Regions from separate parts of the Bombyx mori genome. Here region 1 is linked to region 2. A link is a contact called in public Hi-C data. All regions are on one chromosome and are shown on one strand. The core of a region is the stretch at or near the end of the contact, and the rest is flanking DNA. Distances in the headings are between cores, read along the strand shown. Region 1 overlaps LOC101736417 (glycogen [starch] synthase). Region 2 overlaps LOC101736017 (zinc finger protein 394).

Evidence for each region. A called contact is a pair of places that touch in the nucleus more often than the background predicts.
Region 1: a contact with region 2 is called in a Hi-C map of posterior silk gland, with 2.9 times the contacts expected there. The contact joins two enhancer-like sites. A contact is called at or near these places in 4 of 7 Hi-C or Micro-C datasets (middle silk gland, midgut, posterior silk gland and 1 more).

The regions. Positions count from the first base shown.
Region 1 is chr23:16,245,114-16,250,082 of ASM3026992v2, reverse strand. It overlaps LOC101736417 (glycogen [starch] synthase), which reads right to left. Exons shown (of 18, transcript XM_004930682.2): 18 at 2,088-4,955. The coding sequence ends at 4,855. Among protein-coding and RNA genes, the nearest start is that of Mir3258, 5.5 kb to the right of the region's middle. Within about 2 kb of position 1,257, at least 8 of the 8 cell types and tissues checked have open chromatin away from gene starts, as enhancers often do.
Region 2 is chr23:16,158,661-16,163,774 of ASM3026992v2, reverse strand. LOC101736017 (zinc finger protein 394) reads left to right here. Exons shown (of 3, transcript XM_004930679.5): 3 at 1-2,434. Among protein-coding and RNA genes, the nearest start is that of LOC101736017, 11 kb to the left of the region's middle. Within about 2 kb of position 2,969, at least 8 of the 8 cell types and tissues checked have open chromatin away from gene starts, as enhancers often do.

The DNA of each region.
Region 1 (4,969 bases), core at 8-2,507, 88 kb before region 2:
AGTGGTTACTGAAACCCATAGACATCTACAACGTAAATGCGCCACACACCTTGAGATATAAGTTCTAAGGTCTCAGTATAGTTACCACGGCTGCCCCACCCTTCGAACCGAAACGCATTACTGCTTCACGGTAGAAATAGGCGGGGCGGTAGTACCTACCCGTGCGGATTCACAAGAGGTCCTCCCACCAGCAATTACGCAAATTATAATTTTGCGGGTTTAATTTTTATTACACGATGTTATTCCTTCACCGTGGAAGTCAATCGTGAACAATTGTTAAATACGTATTTCATTAGAAAAATTGGTACCCGCCAGCGGAAGTCGAACACCGTTGCATCGCTATATACAAATGCACCGGACGTCTTATCCTTTAGGCCACGACGACTTCAAATCTTAAAGACGTACTTAGAAATGAATGCAACCGACTCACGCTGTACTGAAGTTGCATTGACTGCCGAATTACGGAGTTAAGTAAGCCCGGTAATGATATTGACAAAGGTTGTGGAACACCGAATCGTTGAGCAGTGACGTAGCGATCTTAACTCACGCCCGGGAGACAATACCTTTTTAGCGTAATATTTTCCAGAAAACAATTATAATGAAAATAAAAATTATCCAGCAATTTTTTGTTTTGTGAACCATTTGGCGCCCCTTTGTGAGTAGCGCGAGGGACATGATGCCCCTTCTTGACCCCCAAACCCCCAACCGCCCCCCGCTACACCACTGCAGTTGAGATACAAAGGTTACACGGTTGTCTCGGCTAAGGTCCGTCTCAACGGGGGCTCGGAAGCAGGTTTTACTGTATTCAACTTCAATATGACATCCGCCTACTGCCCTTGACGCGGAGGTCGCGCGATTTCCAACCTCAAAAAAGAAAATCACATTTCAACTTTGTAATCCCTAAAAGCAACTAGATTCATAGAAGACTTCATCTAGATGCTTCCGTATTAATTCAAGCATTGTACTACTTAAGTATTTAAAATCCAATTCATTGGGTACAGTGGAAAATTTTAATTTTCAGTACACAGAAATTACGAGTATACTGTTGTTTAACTAGATAAACGATCTATTACAATGAAATTGTTATTAGAAACATAACAATAACTCCGAACATGCTATTGTTTACGATAAACCATATGCATATAACAATAAAAAATAATTTATCAATTATTAAAATAGTAGGCTTTGTTTCACGGCTTAATAAATTAGGTACCGTCTCATACGGCCATCTATTTCTCAATTTTTATACTATTAAGTGAGTTTTTATAGAACTAGGTGGAGCTACTGGGTCAATACTTCAAGCATTCATCAATAGATGTCATTTTCAAATATGTTTTGATATTCGACGACAGATGGCGCTTAATCTTTATTGTGCTGAGCTACTGGGTACTTCACTACTAATCAATAGATGTCGTTTTCAAATATGTTTTGGTATTCGACGACAGATGGCGCTTAATCTTTATTGTGCTGAGCTATTGAATACTTCACTACTGATCAATAGATGTTTTCAAATATGTTTTGGTATTCGACGACAGATGGCGCTTAATCTTTATTGCGCTGAGCTACTGGATACTTCACTACTAATCAATAGATGTCGTTTTCAAATATGTTTTGGTATTCGACGACAGATGGCGCTCAAATTTTATTGTGCTGAGCTACTGGATATTACTTCTACTACTTCATCAATAGATGTCGTTTTCAAATATGTTTTAGTATTCAACGGCCGACAGCGCTTAAATTTTATTATGCTAAGCGCAGCTGAGCTACTGGATACTACTGCTACTCATCAATAAATATATTTTATGTCGGTTTCAAATATGGAGGTTTCAGCTGGAGATGTTATTTGAACACCAAGCGCAAGTGTTCACACCATCTATACCAAGCGCTTAAGGTAATAATAGAACCAATCCCGTCTGGAACGGCGGGACCGATTTTGACGGGACTTTCACTGATAGGTAGCTGATGATATAAGGAGTAACTTAGGCTAGTTTTTCTAGACTAGCTTCGCCCCGCGGCGTCACCTGCGGTACGACAATAACCATGGGTAACATCGCGGAACTCAGCTAGTTTGAAATAAAACACAAGAGTTAAATATGAAAATAAAACATTTTATTAAAAAACTTAATATTTATTTACAGCTAAGATCCAACTGTATGGCACTGATCTATTGCTAGCTTGAGACGTGTGCAATCCAGTGCTTGTATAGGTGTTGGCACTCTGAGACGCCCAGACGACTCATTACCTCAAACTCCGATTCCACTCAACACGCGATTGCATTACTCGAAATTAATCCTCGGTTGAGTTGAGGAATCGGTTAAATAAACTCACACTCGAGGAATATGATTTTGTTTAACTTTTTTTTTAATCACCTCTAAAACTAAGTTTATTTTCACTTATAATTAATATTTAAAACGTTTTCAAGCGGCGTCGAAATAACCGCTAATTGCACAGTGTGAAAACAGGGATTCCTCAAGGCGTTTCCTCGGTTGAGTCGAGGTAAAGGAAACCGCGCTTTAATATCTGATTTGAAGAGATCATTAATGAGTAATTATGAGCAAATTTTGTTCTTGTATCCAAGTTTTTTTGGGAGCCCATAGACATCTACAACGTAAATGTTGCCACCCACCTTGAGATATAAGTTCTAAGGTCTCAGTATAGTTACAACGGCTGCCCCACCGTTCGAACCGTAACGCATTACTGCTTCACGGCAGAAATAGGCGGGGTGGTGGTACCTACCCGCGCGGACTTACAAGAGGTCCTACCCCCAGTAAAAACAACCAGTATTACACGAATAAACCAGGGGTTTTATTATGGCGAGCACATTGTCCGCATCATAACAGATGCACATTATTCGCCTCCGACGAACGTGCGTCCGCCAGTACAATGCGCAACGTGTAATCATTACTTACAAATAAATTTAAAATAAATTATTTTATTTCATTTGTGCTTCAACTATGTCCATACATCGCGTGATAATAAATCCTTTAGAAATTTAATAAAAAATTTAATAGCGAACTAGAATTATAAACTTATCGAAATCATCTTACTATAAATTAGTAAGAACGTTGATCATAAATTGAGCATATATTTAAATATGAATACCATGAGCCCACAATTCATATTCGTGCTTATGTATTGCAATTTATTTAAAACATAATAAATTTTCCTGTCCCAAGTTTCATCCATAGATAACACATGCCTTTGTAAACATCATTTTAGCGCGTATTTTTTTTGCCTACTAACTATGGTAAGCTTGGGCCACTTTTGCGCTGACGGTCTCATATATAAAAGCACATATATATTATATATATGTATATAGTTCATGACACGTGAATACAATTCCGTATAAATAGTGTACATGACGTCACATGACGTCCATTTTTTTTAACCGACTTCATAAAATGAAGAGTCTCTCAATTCGATAAATATATTTATTTAATGGCACGTCTCATTTTATTAACACGTAATGATAAAAAAGGAATTCTTATATATTGTATAAAAATTTAATTAAAAAAATTAACTTACACTAAACCTGATTACATAATATGTATATAAATAACTGTACGAGTGTCGATTACTTGCAAGTTCCTTTCCATCGATGCGTTTTAAATACACGCAATGTATCACAATTAGTAATGAACTGACGCGCGGGGTCAACGCCCTCGCGCGACCGTGACGGTTTATTCGAAACAACAATAATCAGGAAACTTATATTGTTTTTTTTAATTCAAATTACTAGTATATCGGCACAGGGAACGATCTGTATACAGCCTAAAACACATACATCTTGTTTGTCTATGATTTTAAAAAAAAAAACAAGGATAATAGTTTCGTGTCCTGGCGGCGTCTTCTGCAATTAACCGACGCTCGTACGAACAGAAGCAGAGTCAAGGAGTCTCTCGTACGCAACTTAAATTATCTAAGCCATTATTTCAATAAGACCTATAAAATGACGCTCATTACAATGATAGTAAGGCTTCGTTCGAATTGGTCATTCGAAATCTAATGAATGAAAAATGTCATATACAAATTTAGAAATTTTTACATTCTTACAGCGCCATCTTAATCCTTAGAGCGCGAACCGTCGATATATGTACTTATTAATGCGTATAAAGTGTGAAGCGTCAATGATTTTGAGTGTTAGATATCGACCTGTACTAAATCAAAAACATTTATAAATAACCATTAAAATATATTTCGCTGTAAATTTAGCATCGATTTTTGTGTTTTTTTTTTCAAAAACTTAGCTTTTTATTGCAAAATGTGTGAAAATAAGCTAAACTATTAAAAAAGGTTAAAGCCACTTCGGTCGTAGGGAGCTTCCGCAGAGAGACTTCCTTTAACTCCTTCTTATATAACAACCAAAATATAGAGACACGAGTGCTGTACGGTACAGTCCACGCCCAAAGCTCTTGTTCGTCGGTCGAGTCGTGTGACAGAGACAGCGCTAGCCGGGACTAGCTCCGTCTCACCGGACGCGGACTGTACCCGTGCTCTCGTCTACCAATCAGAGCCATGACGACGGATTCAAATTTCGAAAATAGAACGAACGAGATGTGCGCGAATTTAAAATAGAAATTTGATTTTTAAATAACTTTAAGGAATTAGGTTCTTTATTGCATTTATTGTATCTGATATTTGAAAGATGCGACCTGGGTTCTGGATGGGGTAATACCGCGAGTGACCTTACCTACCCTGCGCCCGTGGACATCAGCACAGACACCACGTTCGAAGAACCTTTGATGCTCCAGCTGGTCGCGTCATGAGAACTGATAGCCTACCCTGTTAGCTGGACTAGAGGCAGTCCCCGCAGCGCCGCCACCGACGTTATGGCTCTGATTACGGAGGCTCTGATCAGTCGTGGCTGATCCTCAACTCAGCCAGCTCCTTCTCGTCGTCCACCTCGTCCTCCTCGCTGTCGGAGCCATGGACCGAGGCGGCCGGAGTCGTGGCTCCTGCGGATGACGTC
Region 2 (5,114 bases), core at 1,720-4,219:
CGACGTTTTGAAGGGGGTCAAAATCATGTTCAAAGATTTCGTTACAAACATACATACGTCTGAAGCTAATAAAAGCGTATTAAAAACTCTCATTAAGCACACTGCTCATATTTTCATACGACTTAATTCGGATACAAACGATGCTTTATGTACGTATTGAATCCAGCCACGGTTTTTGTGGTCTGCGTGTACTCGTTCTTAAGTCGTATGTGTGTTCCGATGGTAGCAACACGGGCAAATCTAAGCTGGGGACTGAATGAAATTGAAACAACAAATAAAATCTCTCCTGTGAAAGTTTACTTGGCCAACTGCGGTGGGCAGGCGCGTTTCTCTCGTCGCGTAAAGATCATATCGAGGGGTGAAAGATTATTTGGTTAAAGCAACATTTCGCAACTTTACAAGAAAGCCATCTAAAGTTTAAATTTTGGTAACAATATCATAAGAAAAAAAAACTTCAGATTATTTGAATGAGGTAAACTTAAAGTTCAATTAAAAACATCGAACATGTTGATGCTGATATCAAATAAGGCAGGTACCACCATCCCGCCTATTCTGCCGTGAAGAAATAATGCGTTTCGGTTTGAAGGGCGGGGCAGCCGTTATAACTGTACTGAGACCTTAGACCTTATATCTCAAGGTGGTTCGCGTATTTACGTTGTAGATGTCGATGGGCTCCAGTAATCACTTAACACCAGGTCGGCTGTGAGGTCGTCCACCAATCTAAGCAATAAATAAAAAAAACCGCACCTTTAATTAGAAAAATAAATGTCGCTTAAACCAAATAACCTCTAACCCCTAGCTAAGTATGTATATTAATTTCAATAATCACGGCTCAAGTCGATATTATTTGTGAAACGTAATTTTGAAACGATTCCGTGATTAATATTACTTTATGTATTTTATTTTTTTCTAATGAGATCCGAATTTTGCTCGTTAAAATAATAATGCAATAGTATTTGCATCGATACGATTAAATTGATTTCTAAATTTAAATAAAAGCTAAGTAAATAAATGTCTAATGAATATCAACACTTTCCCGCCTTAATATTAGTTTTAATTAAGAACATTCTCAATAACAAAAAGGAAATTGAAAAAAAAAGAACCAATTTCCAAATGTCACAATTTTGAGATTTTTTGCAAAACAAAAACTAAGGCGTCGACATTATTATTTTAACATGTCACCGGTGAATGTTGTGATACTTATAAATAAGTTAATTGAGTCGTCTATTATCAAAGGTGGCAATCTGTGCATTTGGACAAAAAAAATTTATTGATATGTCAATACAGATTTATTTGAATATAATCGTCTCCTTCAAAGAATACGGTTCAAAACCTGCATTAAATAAAGGTTAATAGTTAACCTGTTATTTATCTAAGATGTCGTTCCGAAGAGTTTTGTGACTGCCAATGGAATACAAAGTCAATAATTCGTTTTTCTGATTTACCAATCATTGTCCAAAAGTCAGATTGCCGCCTTTGATAATAGTCGACTCAATTGTAAGTAAATAAATAAAATAAGCTCTCATTTGTTCCTCTAAAAAAACGAAAAAAATATTTTAGCAATATGGCGCTTGTACAACTAAAAAAAAAACAGAATACTCGTAGGCACTCAAAAGTTTCGTAAAGTGAATCCCGAACTTCGTCGTACTTTTAAAATTATACATCTCAAATACAAAGTTTAAGATAAAAATAGAACAATTCCATAAAATATTTGCAACAATAATTATACACTGACAAAAAAAAATTCTTTTTTTTCGCGCCATGTTTAAAACCGAATGACAAGCCAGAATACAGTGTCCGATGCATTAATAAAACTTCAACTAGGTACTATTTTTGCGTATAATTTAAATAAATATACGATGAAATTCAACATAAGCAAATTAAAATTTATAGTTATGTGCACTAGCATTAAATATTAATATAGCAACCGGACTCACTTTTGCATTTTTAGACTTAAAATGTCTCTTTCGTCACCGGAGAAGCTTTGCTTAACCTCTACGTGAAATCGAGAGCGGCATATATGAAATGATGAACAATTTGAATCATCCCATGTTACAATCAATAAAAATAAAACATATTTTAAATAAAGCATCAGTTAATTATCCCCATAAATTACGCATTGAATCTTAAAGAAAAACCAAATTTACTAATAAAATTCACATGAAAAAACTGTTCACTTTCCCGCCAAAAACGTTAAAGTGAAATCGTCTAAACACTAAATATTGTACAAGCTGCCATGTTATATTTTTATGAATTTGAAATAGAATTAAGGGCTGTGACTGTTTTGTGCGTTACCAACAATTGTGTACTTCGTGTAATCTAATAAATTCATCACAATTTTTCAAGTGTATGTATTTAATTTGGGATTTTTTTAGCCTGATGATTTTTCTAAATCTTTTTATTTTTTACTGTCGATTAAATGCTTACCAAAGTGTATTTCTCTTTTATTCTTTTTATCGTTAATATGTAAAGTTGTTTTGAAGAAGACTGAATATAATAGCCGCTGTATCCTAAGACGCATAGCGGAGTAGTTTATGAAGTAGCATATCTTAGAAATATTGATTTTGTACGGGATCACCGATCATTACCATAATGAGGTTAAGAGGTAAGAGGTTTTTTTTAAATATCCCAAATAATACAGGTGATTGTAAACCGTTGTAATATTAAAATTAATGAATAGTTTATATAAATGTCCATAGAGAAAAGACCAATTCCACCTTGTTAAAAAATACAAATATATGTTAAAACATTTTAAAAAGGTCGTCATTAATTTTATTAAATTTAGTGCCATCTAGTAGTGTTCTTCAAATGTACTGTTGATCTTCAATAGACTGCATATACGCATCAAAAGATGACGCTAGTGTTCCGATTTTAAAGAACAATTGAATTTGGCGCCATCTAGGAGTTTTGGACGCAACTACGCGAAATATTTATACGACTTATCGGAATGAAAGGAAAGTTAGAGAATTCCGTACTATTCGACACTAGAGGCCGCTAGTTTGTCGGAGGCTTCGTGTCACACCTAGAGCATAGTTATTACACATAAATTACCTTGAGTATGGCCACTAAGAACAACGCATTTGAACTACTAGCAATGAATGCGGACCGCACGATGCGAAGTGATAGCAGTTGCTAGTCGCAGGACATCAAATATGTTTATTCACAGAGCTAGGGGTAATTTTATTCAACAGTTTAATGAGTCGGGCTACAAACCCCGTTCAAGCGTAGCTGGAATAGCCTCTCAAGCTACCAGCGAATAGGTAGGGGACATAAAAGGCTACAAAATTAAATGATCTTTATAAATATCTCTTTTGCAGATGCTTTGAGCGCTATGACATATCCTTCTTCAAACGAGGTTTGTCTAGAGTACCTACTTAACGGTAGGCAGCGGCTTGGCTTGTCCCCTGGCATTGCTGAAGTCCATGGGCAACGGTAACCACTCACCATCAGCAATACCGTCTTTACCATAAGGGCACACGGGGCTCGTCCCAGGGCCCCCATTCTCAGGGGGCCCCGAAGAATTTGGTTACCAATTGTAGTCGAGAGCGGTCATTTTCGCAGCTTAAGAGAATAAAAAATGAATTGCGAACAACATTGTTACAAGAACGGCTGAGTAATTTGTCAATTATGGGCATAGAAAGTGATATCCTTCAAAAAATTGACTTTAAAGATATAATGGAATATTTTGCTCAACAGAAATCCCGAAAGAAACCATTATCGTAATCGTAACCAAAAAACAAGCAGCATTCTAATATAAATAATATTATTATATCATACTGTATTTGATTACCTATAATAAATGGTCATACTCAGTAAAAAAATGTTATTATAATTCCCTTTTTTTACTTTCCAAAAGGGCCTCAAATTCTTGTGTGCCCAATGGGCCCCAGCCTAGTTTAAGACGTCCCTGACCATCAGGTGGGCCGTGTGCTCGTCTGTCTACAAGAGCAATAAATAAAAAGAATACGTAGTATAAGCACGGATCAGTCATGAGTTCTAGTTTCATAGCTGTTCTGTTTTTTATGATTAAAGAATTACTGGTAGCCCGGATGCCTTTCCAGTTTCACCAGGACAGGTCCGTTCTATTGTACAGATGCGACTTAGACCTCTAGTTTCAAGATGGCTTATTTTTGGGAAGGAGGGAAGTCTGGTGGAGGCCTTTCTAACTTCACTAGGACTTTTGACACAGTGGCGGCAAACCTTGCGATGTTTTTTTATATTGCTTAAAGGTGTGGACGAGCTTACAGGCCACCTGTTATTAATTGCTTACCGGAGCCCATAGACATTTACAGCTTTACGTAAACGCCGCCACCCACCTTGAGAGATGTGTTCTAAGTTCTCAGTATAGTTACAACGGCTGCCCCACCCTTCAAACCGAAACGCATTACTGCTTCACGGCAGAATTAGGCAGGGTGGTGGTACCTACCCGTCCGGACTCACAAAAGATCCTACTACCAGTAAAAAAGTGTTTGGCTCCGATGACCACTACGCCACTTACGCTCAAATAACCTTGCCGTCCTGTCGCCTCATGAAACACACGATCGGTGCCACCGTAGTCACCGTCACACGTAGACACCACAGCCATACGCAACAATACAGTGTATTTTTTTATTAAAATCATTTTCGTTATTAAAGCCTTTTGTATTTATAAGTATATAACTTTTGGCAAATGTTGCACATTTACCGGTAAAAGTGTACATTTCCCAAGAGTGTACATTTACCGTCACATATATAAACGAAGTCATATTACAAAAAAAAAAAGCGTACCTACTCAACGTTTTTCAAACTCAAAACTCGGACAGGGAACAAAAAAAAACGCGCGAAATTCAATTTTCAAATTTTCGAAACATTCAATTAATCGTTCTGACGGAACAGGAAACAGCAAAAATACAAAAATACAAAATACGTTCGCGCCAATCACTGTTCGCTACCGACCGGCGGTCAATTACCTGCTCCTGTTATAACAAGCGCGCCCGCGGCCACGTCAATCATTCACAAACAAGAACAAATGTATAAACTTACAAATTAATTTCGTTCAATTGTATTGTTGCTTCGATGATTTTGCGGTTCGCGTGAAATTTATAACTCGTTAGTGGAGGCTTTAGAACAAGAAA